Linked DNA regions of Mus musculus: all the other regions are linked to region 1. Evidence: chromatin contacts called from public promoter capture Hi-C data. All regions are on one chromosome and are shown on one strand. Each heading gives the region's core, a stretch centred on a gene start, on an enhancer-like site or on the middle of the called end of the contact. The rest is flanking DNA. Distances are from core to core; before and after follow the strand shown.

Region 1 (3,990 bases), core at 1,430-3,929:
TCCTAGCTGAGTGAGCGACTCCTCCCATCTGCAGCCTTGGTATCTTACTCTTGCCTTCTCACAAAGCAGCTCAGACTCAGTAAAAACCCATAGGAATGCCATAGCTTCCTGAGAGCACAGGGAAGCCTGCCTCCCTTAATCTCTTAAACCCAGGTGAAGCAAGACTAAATCCTAAAGCATGTCTGCCACTTACACTCAAATGTCCCTGACTCCTAATCCCTTGCCGATTAATGCAAGCAGTAAAAACTCAACTTGTCAAAATAGTTTTGTTTCTGATAGCCTTCGATGAAAGAAATAGTCCACTTTTTTCATGATTAAATTAATCCTTAGCTATCAATGAGAAGGGTTTAACTGATGGTTTTTGGTTTTTGTTTTGGTTTTTTGAGACAGGGTTTCTCTGTATAGCCCTGGCTGTCCTGGAACTCACTCTGTAGACCAGGCTGGCCTCGAACTCAGAAATCCACCTGCCTCAGCCTCCCAGGTGCTGGGATTAAAGGCGTGCACCACCACGCCCAGCTTTACCTGATGGTTTTAACAGCCCACTCCAGGGCTTAGGGGGACAGTTCATCTGGTAAAAGCACTTGGCATGCAAGCATGTGGACCAGAAGGAGTTCAAACTCAAGAATCTATGCTTAAAAGGTGCATGGCCCATGTGCTGGCAATTTACATGTTTGGAAAGCAGAGGCAGGTGGATCCCTGGGGCTTCCTGGCCAGTCAATGTAGCTTAATCAGGAAGTCTCAGGCCACCAAAAGACCCGTGTCAGTGCACCCCTCCCCCCAAACACACACACACACACACACACACACACACACACACACACACACACACACACACACGTACTTATTCACTCACACACTTCCCACTTCACCCTTACAAAAGGCATTTTAAAAAGCTTTAGTCATGTCCATACCATAGCAACATAATTATATTTTCGGATAACTTGACGGATTTTCTTCATCTCTTCATCCAGGTTACAAGCCCAAACTTCACAAATTCTTTGGCTATGATCTACGGTTGCTGCTGGCATAGTGACAGCACAAGGAGTCTAGATGTGGAGCATCAAAATGTTATACTTGATTGAAGATTTGTGTCATAAAAATACTTTACCCTTTACTTATGCACCTGTTGAAATAAAAAAACACCAATATCATGAATGTGAATTATAAAACTGGGCTGGTATAAACCTTATTTATACAAAGTTCATGACTCATAACAAAATCAAGTTTTAGACAGTTCCTTTTCTCAAGGTATACAGCTAATATTTAGAGGATAAAAGCACCACACCGCCGATTTCCCAACTGAATATAAATTTCACTAATTAAGATTTGCTCCGAGTTCAATTCACTCCACACAAAACTTTGAACCATTTCAAGCCAAAAAAAAAAAAAAAAATCAACAAAATCAAACGTTTCATAACAGAATGCTTGCTTTTATTCTTCTAACAAAACATTTAAAAATCTTACTCATTCAAAGCAGAGCAGAGGAAACATTTTTCTTAAAAATGTTTTGAAAAGCCATTAGGCAATCTCAGAAACAAATATAGCGGGAGGGAGAAAGAAAGAAAGAAAGAAAGAAAGCAAGCAAGCAGGTAGGCAGGCAGGCAATGAAATGTGTACATTTAAAAATTTCTAATTTCAAAAACTGGCAACCCAAGAGAGACCTCACGTCTCTGCCATCCACACAAGGTTCACGGTATACAATGGTAAGATAATTAATCAGACGGACAGGGACCAAACACACAATAACCCCCGACAAAACCAGCGAGTTAAAAGAGGGTGGCCTGGTGTCCCAAACTCCTAAATGTACGCTGGAGAAAACAAAAGGTGATGCAGGGCACGCCTTCTTTCTTCCTCCCCTCCGTCCTCACACCGGTCCCTACACGCGCTCTACCGACACACTGTACTTTAACCCTGCTTTCCTCCACCCGCTCTTCTCTACTGCGGTCTCAGGGGTCCCTCCAAGGGGCAGCCAAGGCCTTCTCATCCCTGAGGTCGCGCGTCCTCCGTGGGCGAGCAACGTGGAGAGAGCACGGCCGCCTTCATGTCAAGGATAAGTCGCTCGGCTGGCCGCCGGCCAGGAGCAGGGTGCCTATTCGCATGGCCTAGAGCCAGACCGACTACCCCCAAAAACCACTGCCGAGGACGAAAGCCACCGGGGCCCCAAGTAGGCCACCGCCCTCCACTCGCAATTTCCTTCCCACAACGAAGTCCCAGGTACAAAGCGGTGGCGTCATCACTGCGCGCCGCGCCCCTGACAGCCCCCACCCGCCCCCCGCCCGTTAGCACCGCCGTCCCCCCGGGCTCCCCGCCTCCGCCAGTTCCGTCCCACACAGCCACGCTTAGGCGGGCGCCATCGCGCGCGCCAATCTCGGGCTCCCCACTCCCAGCCCCTTTTCCCAAGGCGCCCCAGCACGCCCGGGCCCCCGCCGGATCTACTTGGGTCTCTGAGCTCGCGCTCCTCCTCCTCCTCCTCGCCATAGAGCTAGCACCCGGCGGCGGCGGTGGCGGTGGCGGTACCGGCGGCGGCGGCGGGAGCCCCATAGACGCCTCTCGCCCTGCGAAAGGGGGAAAGGGGAGCTGGAGCGGCGCTCGGCCCAGCGCGGCGACGTCGCTCCTCGCACGTCCCGCCGAGGGCGCGGCCTGATGACGCCGGGCGCCGGGTGGGCGGGGCCCTCCCTCAGGAGGCGGGGCGGGCAGGTGACGAACGCCCCGGCGTTGGAGCAGCTGAGCCGGCAAGGCGACCAGGCCTAGCTAACTGACCCCGGGGTGGTGGTGGCCCGGAGCACACCGGGGTTCCGTCCAGCCGACGAGTCGCCCTTCTCCAGCCGCCCGCAGTGGTAGCTCGGACCCCCGGGGCCAGGGACTCACGAGCGCGGCGTGTGGGAGACGGCGCGGCCCCTGGGCACCCCGTCCGGGCCGTGCTCGATCGCCCGGGAAGCACTGGGCTAAGCGAGGAGCAGCAGGCCAGAACCTTGTAGGGCCTCGGGCCCGGGGACCCGAGGAGGATGAGCTGGCTCTTTCCCCTGGCGAAGAGCGCGTCATCCTCCGCGGCTGGGTCCCCTGCCGGCCTCACCAGTCTCCAGCAGCAGAAGCAGCGGCTGATCGAGTCACTCCGGAACTCCCATTCCAGGTGACGACTGGTGGCTTCGGCCCAGGGTAAAGTAGGACGGGAGGGCGGGCTGCTTGCAAACACACCGTGTGCGAATCCGTAGGCCGCTCCATCAGCTGCCTCCTGTTGATGGGTCTTCCAGTGGGGTTAAGCGCTTGCTTCCCTAGTTTGTGTCCCTGGTGCCCCACCGCTGTTCAGCTCCTCTCTTGACTTGGCTCATCTCCACTGACAAACGGAGTCATCTCTCTTTAATCTGTATACAGCACCCCTAGCTCACACGCTAATTTTCCTTTTGATCTACCTGATTGTAGCATTGCCTTCGAATTGTTAACATGCTAAGAGACAGTTGGAAAGATAATTCCCAACAGTTTTATGAACTGAAAATTTAAACTGTTGCAACGTCAAAGAAAAGGGAAGCCAGTGTTTTTAGTTAACTCTGTCCTGGTGACAATCCTTTTGAGTCTGTAATTAAAGCTCACCCTGTTCCAATAACCTCTTTCTGTCTTGTAATTGTTAGAGTCTTTAGACTTCTCACTTTCTTCTATTTGGCTCCACACTTAGGACTTGCCAGACAACCATCTGCATTATCTGTTGTCTTTTGAGTTTGCTTGTTGTATTGTAGTCAAACTAGAAATACAGGAAATCAGATTATTTCGACTTTTTTTCTTAAATATAAAATTGTTTGCTGCAGTCTTTTTTTTAAATTAGATATGTCCGTGGCTGCTACAGGCTTTCAAATATTAGAGCTGCTTTGCGATATATGGATTTTACAATTAACTAACAGCTTCACAGCACATTTTATAAAGCATATTAGAGATCAACATGATTAAACTCTAGACTTTCAAAAACCTTGTCACATTATACACATTATAATATGTTAT
Region 2 (3,700 bases), core at 431-2,930, about 13 Mb after region 1:
TAAATCACATTTCCTTCAAGCTAAGAGATTTGTAAGGCCTACTGTTTATACTTGGAGATGAGACAGGGATGCTAATATTATACAGTCCGAGACAGAAGCACCCAGTCTTCTTGAAGTAAACACTGATCATGTGTTGTTTCTAACATCCTTGTTTGAGCTGTCCTTAGGAATATACATAATCTCTGCAGACTAAAAGCTTTATCAGTTTTGTTGAAGTTTCATGATTCTCAGGCAGGAAAGGAAAATTAGATCCCAAGAGGGAGGGTCCCCATCCCCCCAATTTTCTTCCCTTAAATTTGCCTGCCTTGCTATCCTACCTCTGTGTGAGTCTAGGTTCTTTCAGCTGGAGAAATTATATTGCCCAAAACGAGCTTCAGGAACCATGACTAGTTTACCATGTATTATATTTTATAATTCTTGAAGGCATGTCTCGGTTCTTTGAACTTATAAATAACAACTCAGGTGCTATGGAAAATTAATTCCGAAGACAATAAGTGTTTTCCTTGCTTTCTTATTCCGTTTCATCCATCTTTCTCATCTCACCTAGCAAGAGCTTTATGCTCATTAGCACAGCACAAATAGTTTGGTCCTCCTCCAAAACCCCATAGAAGGATCATGTGTCGTTTCTTTTTAATTACACCTAACTTTTTAATAGCACTTGCCTGCCTGGGGATGATTCTAGGATATCTTATGCTGTTTAAATTGCAGATTCAGTTTCCGTGCAATGAGAACCTTGAAGACTCTCTAAGCCTCACAACTCTCACCTAGTTCATATTTTACCAGTCTGGATAGATTTATAGATGCTCTTTAAAATTATGCCTTCCTTGAGCTACATGGACAAGCATCCCAGAGTCCCAGTGGGATTACTGGTCCATGCTCACACATCTGCACAGCAACTGAATTATCAAAATGAGCAGCCGGTACCATGCATGTAAAGCTCCCATTTCTCCTTTTATTCAAACATTTATTTAGTACTTAATGGTGCCAGGCACAAAGATAAAATAAAATACCTTCAGAAAAGACTGGAATTAGACTTCTTGGCTGGAGGCAAGGAATCTGCACTTCAGTGGGCAATGTACAGGGTACGTTTCTGTTTGCCCAGCATGTCCTTTCCCTGCAGCTCAGGGATTTGTAACTAAAGGACGTCCTACAAAAACCTGTGGTGAAGAAAGGATGTAAAAGTCTGTGTCGAAAATGCCTCAAACAGCTAGGTCCTAAGCAAGAGCACTTCTCCTATACTCTATAGTCATTTTAAAAATTTAATGAAAGTCCAGGGTAGATTATAGATCGGGCTGGCTGTCTACCTTGAATTTGCAGTTAAGATGGCAAATGCATAAAACTCATATAATATCTTATCAGTTATCTGAGTTTTCAAGCATCGTGCGACTAGGGTAACATATTTTCATATTCATTTTCAATAAGGTCAATCTCCCTTTAAAAAATGGGCTAAGCACTAAAAGTACTAGTATTATATGTATGTATCTTTTCACAAAGAACTAAAAAGAGGTCGACAGACCAGACCACTAAAGAAACAGTATCAGATTTGTAAAAAGAAAAAAGAAAAAAAGGAAAAAAAGAAAAAAAGAAAGAAAAAAAAAAAAAAACCTTCACTGGGCCAATAGAAGGCCTCGTTGTCTCGCGAGAGTTGAGGAAGTTGGGGATGAGACTAAAGGGAATCACGAGTCTGCCTGAGTCTGAGCTGGTGGAGACCTTTCTCGCGCTGGCCGGCTGGGCGCGCGGCCGGCGGGGACTTTTTTCACGCTGCTCGGCGGGTCACTCAGCTATGGAGCGGAAGTCGAATCTGTCTCTGCTTCTCCTACTGCTGGTCCTGGGCATGCCCCTGGTGCGGGGCTCCAGCCCTCTGCCCCTGGTCGTCAACACTTGGCCTTTTAAGAATGCCACTGAAGCAGGTGGGGAGCGGCAGCCCGGGGCGGGTGGCTGCACTGTGTGAGCTCCTCTGCAGGAAGCTGCACTCAGTCCCTAAGGTTGCAGGAGGGAACCCGCTGCAGAAGGCCGAGCCTCCTCTCCTTCCTGCATCTCTGACTTTACACCAGACCCTCTCCATCTTCCCTGCCCCTGCTGCATTTTAGGATCTGGTGTATTGTTCTGCTTCCTGCACCACCTTGTCTGACCTCTAACATTGGGCCTCTTAGCTATACTTGTACAGGGTCACCTGCCTCACTTTTTGTGGCAGTCTTTTGCCACAAAGTTTTTCCTCCACTCTACACTTCTTGTGATAGCCTCCTTCCTGTTTCTCCATTATCTTCTGGATTCCAGTTTAGGAAACAATTGATAATTTCCTACGGATGCATATGTATTTGATCAATGTTTGTGACGCTGCCCTTATCACTTATACATTCAAATTATCTTCAGTGTTTCTTGGGATTGTACCTTATTGCCCCCAACCTTGACACCCTTGAGACTGCTATCACATTAAATGTTCGTGGACACTGTTGGATCCAGAATCCAGTGCAGAAAAAATCTGTATGTTATCGGGGATGTGTGGGAAGCAGAGTTAGTGAGAAATCAGACCAAGAAAGAGACCTCCTAACAATAACCAAACAAAGAAATTCCACCTTTATATGCATGGTATGATTCTGTGAAAGTTACTAGTATTGAAGTTGGGGAGGGGAGACTTCTTAAAACCAACATCCATGGAATTATAAGTAAAACGTCTTTCCTTTCAATACCTACCCACTCGATACTCAAAGAACACCACAAAACACAAACAAGAAACGTGGACACCTTAGAGAAATGCCTTTTTGAAACTGGGCAACTTCTGAAATATACTGTGTGGCCTTGAATGAATTACTTCATCCATGTCTGTGCTTTTCTTCTGAAAATGAGAATTATAATTATAAAATATTATCTCAGAAGCTGCATGAAGGTGAGATTAATTCACCCACATGAAGTCATTTGCCACTGTAATACTCTGCTGAGGCTTGCTGGGATACTTGTTCTCATTGAGAGTGTGAAATATGCATATTTTAGTAATCTAATGAGTGACATATGCCTGTAATTTCAGCTCTCAGGTAGCTGTGGTAGGAAGACCCAGACTTGTAGACATGCCTAGACTTGTACATGGATTTTCATTTGGGCTTAGGGCTAGATGGCAAGACCCTAGCTCACAAGATGAGAAAAACAGAAATGAAGAAATGTTAAGCTGTAATTCAAAATACTTTAAAGTTCAACTGTCTCCAAATAGTTTCAGTTATCTCTCTTAAAGATGGCATATTTTTTACACAGAGAAAAATAGTTACTGATAAGTTTTTTAAATAGTTTCCACTAAGAGCCAACCTCTTTGAATTCTTTATAGTAAGGAGTCATATACTTTGGTCTGTATCATTCTAATTTCCCTGTTGTAATGTTCCCATTTGGTAAAATGACTTGTTAAAATTTCAGCTTAACAGTATAAATGTTAAGAAAAAAAAAACTTAGACATCTCAAACTGTTCTTGGCTTGTTGCATTTCACATTGAAAATATATATGACTATACATAAGCTCTGTTGGAATTTAACAGCGTGGTGGACATTGCTATCTGGAGGTTCTGCCCTGGATGCAGTGGAGAACGGCTGTGCTGTGTGTGAGAAGGAGCAGTGTGATGGGACTGTAGGCTTTGGAGGAAGTCCTGATGAAGGTGGCGAAACCACCCTGGATGCCATGATAATGGATGGGTAAGGATGCTTTTCAGGACTTGTCT
Region 3 (3,761 bases), core at 303-2,802, about 14 Mb after region 1:
CTCACAGTATCACACTAAACGTACACAACTTGAAACAGGAAGGGCTCCTTGTGTGCAGAAGTCACACCCAAGTTTAACAGCGAAATCGTAAACTTAAGAGTAAGCTTTTGTCTGAAAATAAATATTATAATTCAATACAAGAGAAGGCAGTCAGTGGTTTTCATCTGCCTAACGAGGAGCCCTGAGAGAACACAAGGGAAGAGAAAAAAATAAAACTAAAAAGAAAAACGGAAACACAAATACTTTATGCGGAGCAGGCCACAAGATAATCTGGAACGCAGCACCTGATTATAAGCACATGCCATATGTCAGAGCCAACATGCACTTTCCACAATTATCTGAAATCCATACAACAATCCTTCCAGTGACTTTCTTCACTTACAACAAATGTTAACACCTGCGACTGCAAGAAACCTGTTTAAGATCACAATGTTTAATATGTTTCAAGTTTATCTAGGTCACCACAGAAGGTGATGGCAGGGCCGGTATCTAAGCTACGTCTATTTAAATCACCAATAGTACCTAACAAAAAGTGTTGGGGATAAAAATGAAAAATCAAAAGCAGCAGCAGTAGTAAGAGGAGACACTTACTGGTGATTCTGACAAACAAATTAGTAAACCAAGGCTAAAAGAACGGGCAGATTGTAGAGGACAGTTCACACAGAGCATACAGGAATTAAAACCACTGCGTGAAAGATAAAAGTGCCAGAAAAATGGAGGGAAATGCTATAAATAAAACAGGCAGTACGGGAAAAGAACAGTCATTTCGAAATTCTATTTTTAATGTCTCCTAAGACTTATTCAGGTTGCTGGCTAAAGAATGACGTTAAAAATAACAAGAAACTGGGATGTTTAAACCGCCCCTGTGCATCCTGCACATCCTAACTTCAAGGCAGCAGCTGCCAAGTAGTGTGTCCACGAGGGACAGACAGACGTCTTCAGGGACTGTCAAAGAGAACCAACTGGGGCTGGACGTGACACCAGAGCCACCCACCGAGGCGCCTGGATGGACACCCAGGCCAGGGGGGACTGGGGACTGGCTGAGGTCCCCACGCGCGCTTGCAGGCGGGGAGGCGCCGGGCGGAAGCGCGGGTGTGGGTGTGCTGTTGTGTTGCTCCCTCATTGGCCCGGGTGGGTGAGGGACGTGCAGAACAGGAAGGAAGGGGAGCGCTGACCCAGGCCACTCGGGAGACGACCGCGCAGGGCTGGGGTCTGAGGGCCCCGGGACGCGCGTCCGCGGAGTGGACGGCCCGCGGCGAAGCCCTCGGGGACCGCGCACACAGCCCCGGGCGGGGCCGGCCGGCCGGCCGCACTCACAGCATGATCCGCGAGACGTGCAGCCGCACTGGGACGCTCCTGTCTTTGAAGGCGGTGGTGATGAAGCAGCCGAAGGTGAGCGCCGCCATCACGCTCAGCGAGAAGGCGAACAGGGAGTTCGCGCGCGACAGGACGGTGTTCATCGTGGCGACCTTTCCCTCCCGGGCCCCGGCTCCCACACTCGCACTTCAGGCTCTGCTTCCCGCGGCCGACCAGTCCCCGCCCACCCGCGCATCGGGTGCGCACGTCCCGCCCCGCCCCCTTTCCGGTCCTCCGACGGGAGCGCGCACGCTCCCACACCCTCTGGGTCCCACCCACTGGGCGGCCGTGCACGCGCCGGAAGGCGGTGCTTTCAGTGAATCCGCCAATCATCAAAGAGCACGGGGGTTGGGCTTTGCCACGGGGGTGTGGGGGGAGACCCGCCTCCTCCACTGCTCAGTTGTTCCATGGCCTCTGTGGCTTGGTAGGGAAGTAGCATTTTGCGAGTTGACCTTCAGTTAAGTTTATAGGGACAGCGGCCCCTTAACTGTTCTGTGGTAGTCACTTTTCAAAACGCGTGGTCCCAGCTCACCTCTATCAAAGCTGGTAAAGTTGGACATTTTTGGAAAGGAGGAAAAATGAAATCAATCAGGCACCTAAATAGCAGTCAGGGACACCAGTGTTGGTATGCAGCCTTCGCACTAGACAATTAGTCAAATCCCTGTTGCTTTGCTTTCAACAGAGAACCGAACCTCTACTTAAGTTACGTGTTTTATACCACAATCCCAAATATTTCCACTTATCCAAAATAGGTTGTTGTACAACAGCTGCTGTAAACCATGAAACGGTGTTAATGAGAAACTGATATTGATTAAACTCCTCTCAGTCATTACCATGCAATTAATTTTCATACAGCATACAGGCAGGATCATTAAGAATTGCCTAGTGCATATTCTAGGCCTCGAATGGAGAGTGTAACAGAATAGACCCTGGCTCAAATAGAATAGAGCCAATAAATGAAATATGTAGCAGTTATAGTCAGAGTGGTCTTTAGATGTGTTTAAAACCTTGGTTATTCAATCTCTCGGGTAGCCACACTGTATTCAGTGAAGGAAGGTTTTAATAAATAGTTACTGTGCTGCAAGTGAGACACAAAAGTATATTGATCACTTTGTATAAACCCTACTGAGGTTTATAACTGAGTAAAGTTATCAAAATCAAAGCAGCAGCTTAAATTATAAAACAGGTATAAATACTGAGGGATGCTACATAGTGCTAGAGACAAAATGAGGAAGCCATGTATGTGGTGAGACAGAACAAATCAACCCACACACTACCTAGTATTATTACTATAGAGTAACTTAGAGAAAGGATGCCTCTTGTTACAGATGATGAGTGCCAGGATACATGCTATGAAATATACTGAACACTTAGAGGTATATGTAAGACACACCCAATAATCTGTTCCCAGTAGGTAAAGAAGTACCTGTGAAACAAAAGACTGAAGTGTACCTGGGAAAGTAATGGCCTGTTGGATGCTGTGGAGATATTTAATCTCAATTGGGGTCTTAACCCCACCTTTGATCATTCAGTTCCTGGATAAAAAGACACACACAACCTTTATATGTATATTAAACTCTAAGCAGCATAAAAGCTGGGCAGATATCCATCCTCTGTGGTATTAGAATCTACTTTCCTATCAATAACCCAGAGTTTTTACTTACTATGTTTCATGTGGGCTGCTTGTAACTCCAAGCCCACAGGGCCATGACTCCTAACCCTTGTTAACTTTCTCTTCCTCCTTTCCTCTTCTCTCTGCTTGTGCTTCTCCCAACAACAACAACACCCCCTCCCCCAGAGCCCGAGAACCATAAAACCTGCTTATGTCTCTTCTGCCCAGCTATTGGCTGTCAGTATCTTTATTCACCAATGAAATAACTTGGGGGCAAGGTCACACAGCTCACTAGGTTTAGACTCCCTCTTCTCCAAGTCTTGGGGACCCACACTTAGCATTACAATACAAGCAAATGGCCATACCTCAACAATTATAGAAAACCTGTCTGTGAATACTGTAGAGAAAAATGAAATCATGAACTTTGCACATAGTGATGCAACTAGAAAACATCATACCGAGGAAGGTAACCCAGACTCTGAAAGAGAAACTTCACATGTTTTTGTTGTTGTTGTTGTTGTTGTTTCTCATTGGATGCTCCTAGTTCCAAATTTTCCAATGTAAATGCATAGCTTGTAGAAACCAAGAAAGCAAAATAGGAGCATTAAAAGGCTGGGGAGTTGGGGAGCAATAGAGAGAGGGCTAGCAGGGTACAAGTAATCTGATCAGGGAACTGGGAAGAGGGGTTCTTAGGGAGAGAGGGAGATGTATACAGAAGGTGGGAGGATGTTAAAGAGGAAAGGCAGAGTACAGTGATCTGATAGGGGAAGGGTAAAGGTCACTTCTCCAGGGA

What was found. Promoter capture Hi-C pulls out the DNA fragments that hold promoters and counts their contacts.
Region 2: a promoter capture Hi-C map of pre-B cells shows a contact between it and region 1, with 4 times the contacts expected there. The contact joins the promoter of Aga here to the promoter of Vps37a in region 1. A contact is called at or near these places in 2 of 39 promoter capture datasets (cranial neural crest and pre-B cells).
Region 3: a contact with region 1 is called in a promoter capture Hi-C map of pre-B cells, with 2.3 times the contacts expected there. The contact joins the promoter of Spcs3 here to the promoter of Vps37a in region 1. A contact is called at or near these places in 2 of 39 promoter capture datasets (liver and pre-B cells).

The regions. Positions count from the first base shown.
Region 1 is chr8:40,509,104-40,513,093 of GRCm38.p6, forward strand. Vps37a (vacuolar protein sorting 37A) reads left to right here and starts at 2,680. Exons shown (of 12, transcript NM_033560.3): 1 at 2,680-3,130. The coding sequence starts at 3,006. It overlaps Cnot7 (CCR4-NOT transcription complex, subunit 7), which reads right to left and starts at 2,651. Exons shown (of 7, transcript NM_011135.5): 1 at 2,437-2,651; 2 at 912-1,123. The coding sequence starts at 1,028.
Region 2 is chr8:53,510,022-53,513,721 of GRCm38.p6, forward strand. Aga (aspartylglucosaminidase) reads left to right here and starts at 1,681. Exons shown (of 9, transcript NM_001005847.2): 1 at 1,681-1,910; 2 at 3,521-3,674. The coding sequence starts at 1,784.
Region 3 is chr8:54,528,446-54,532,206 of GRCm38.p6, forward strand. Spcs3 (signal peptidase complex subunit 3 homolog (S. cerevisiae)) reads right to left here and starts at 1,553. Exons shown (of 5, transcript NM_029701.1): 1 at 1,318-1,553. The coding sequence starts at 1,460.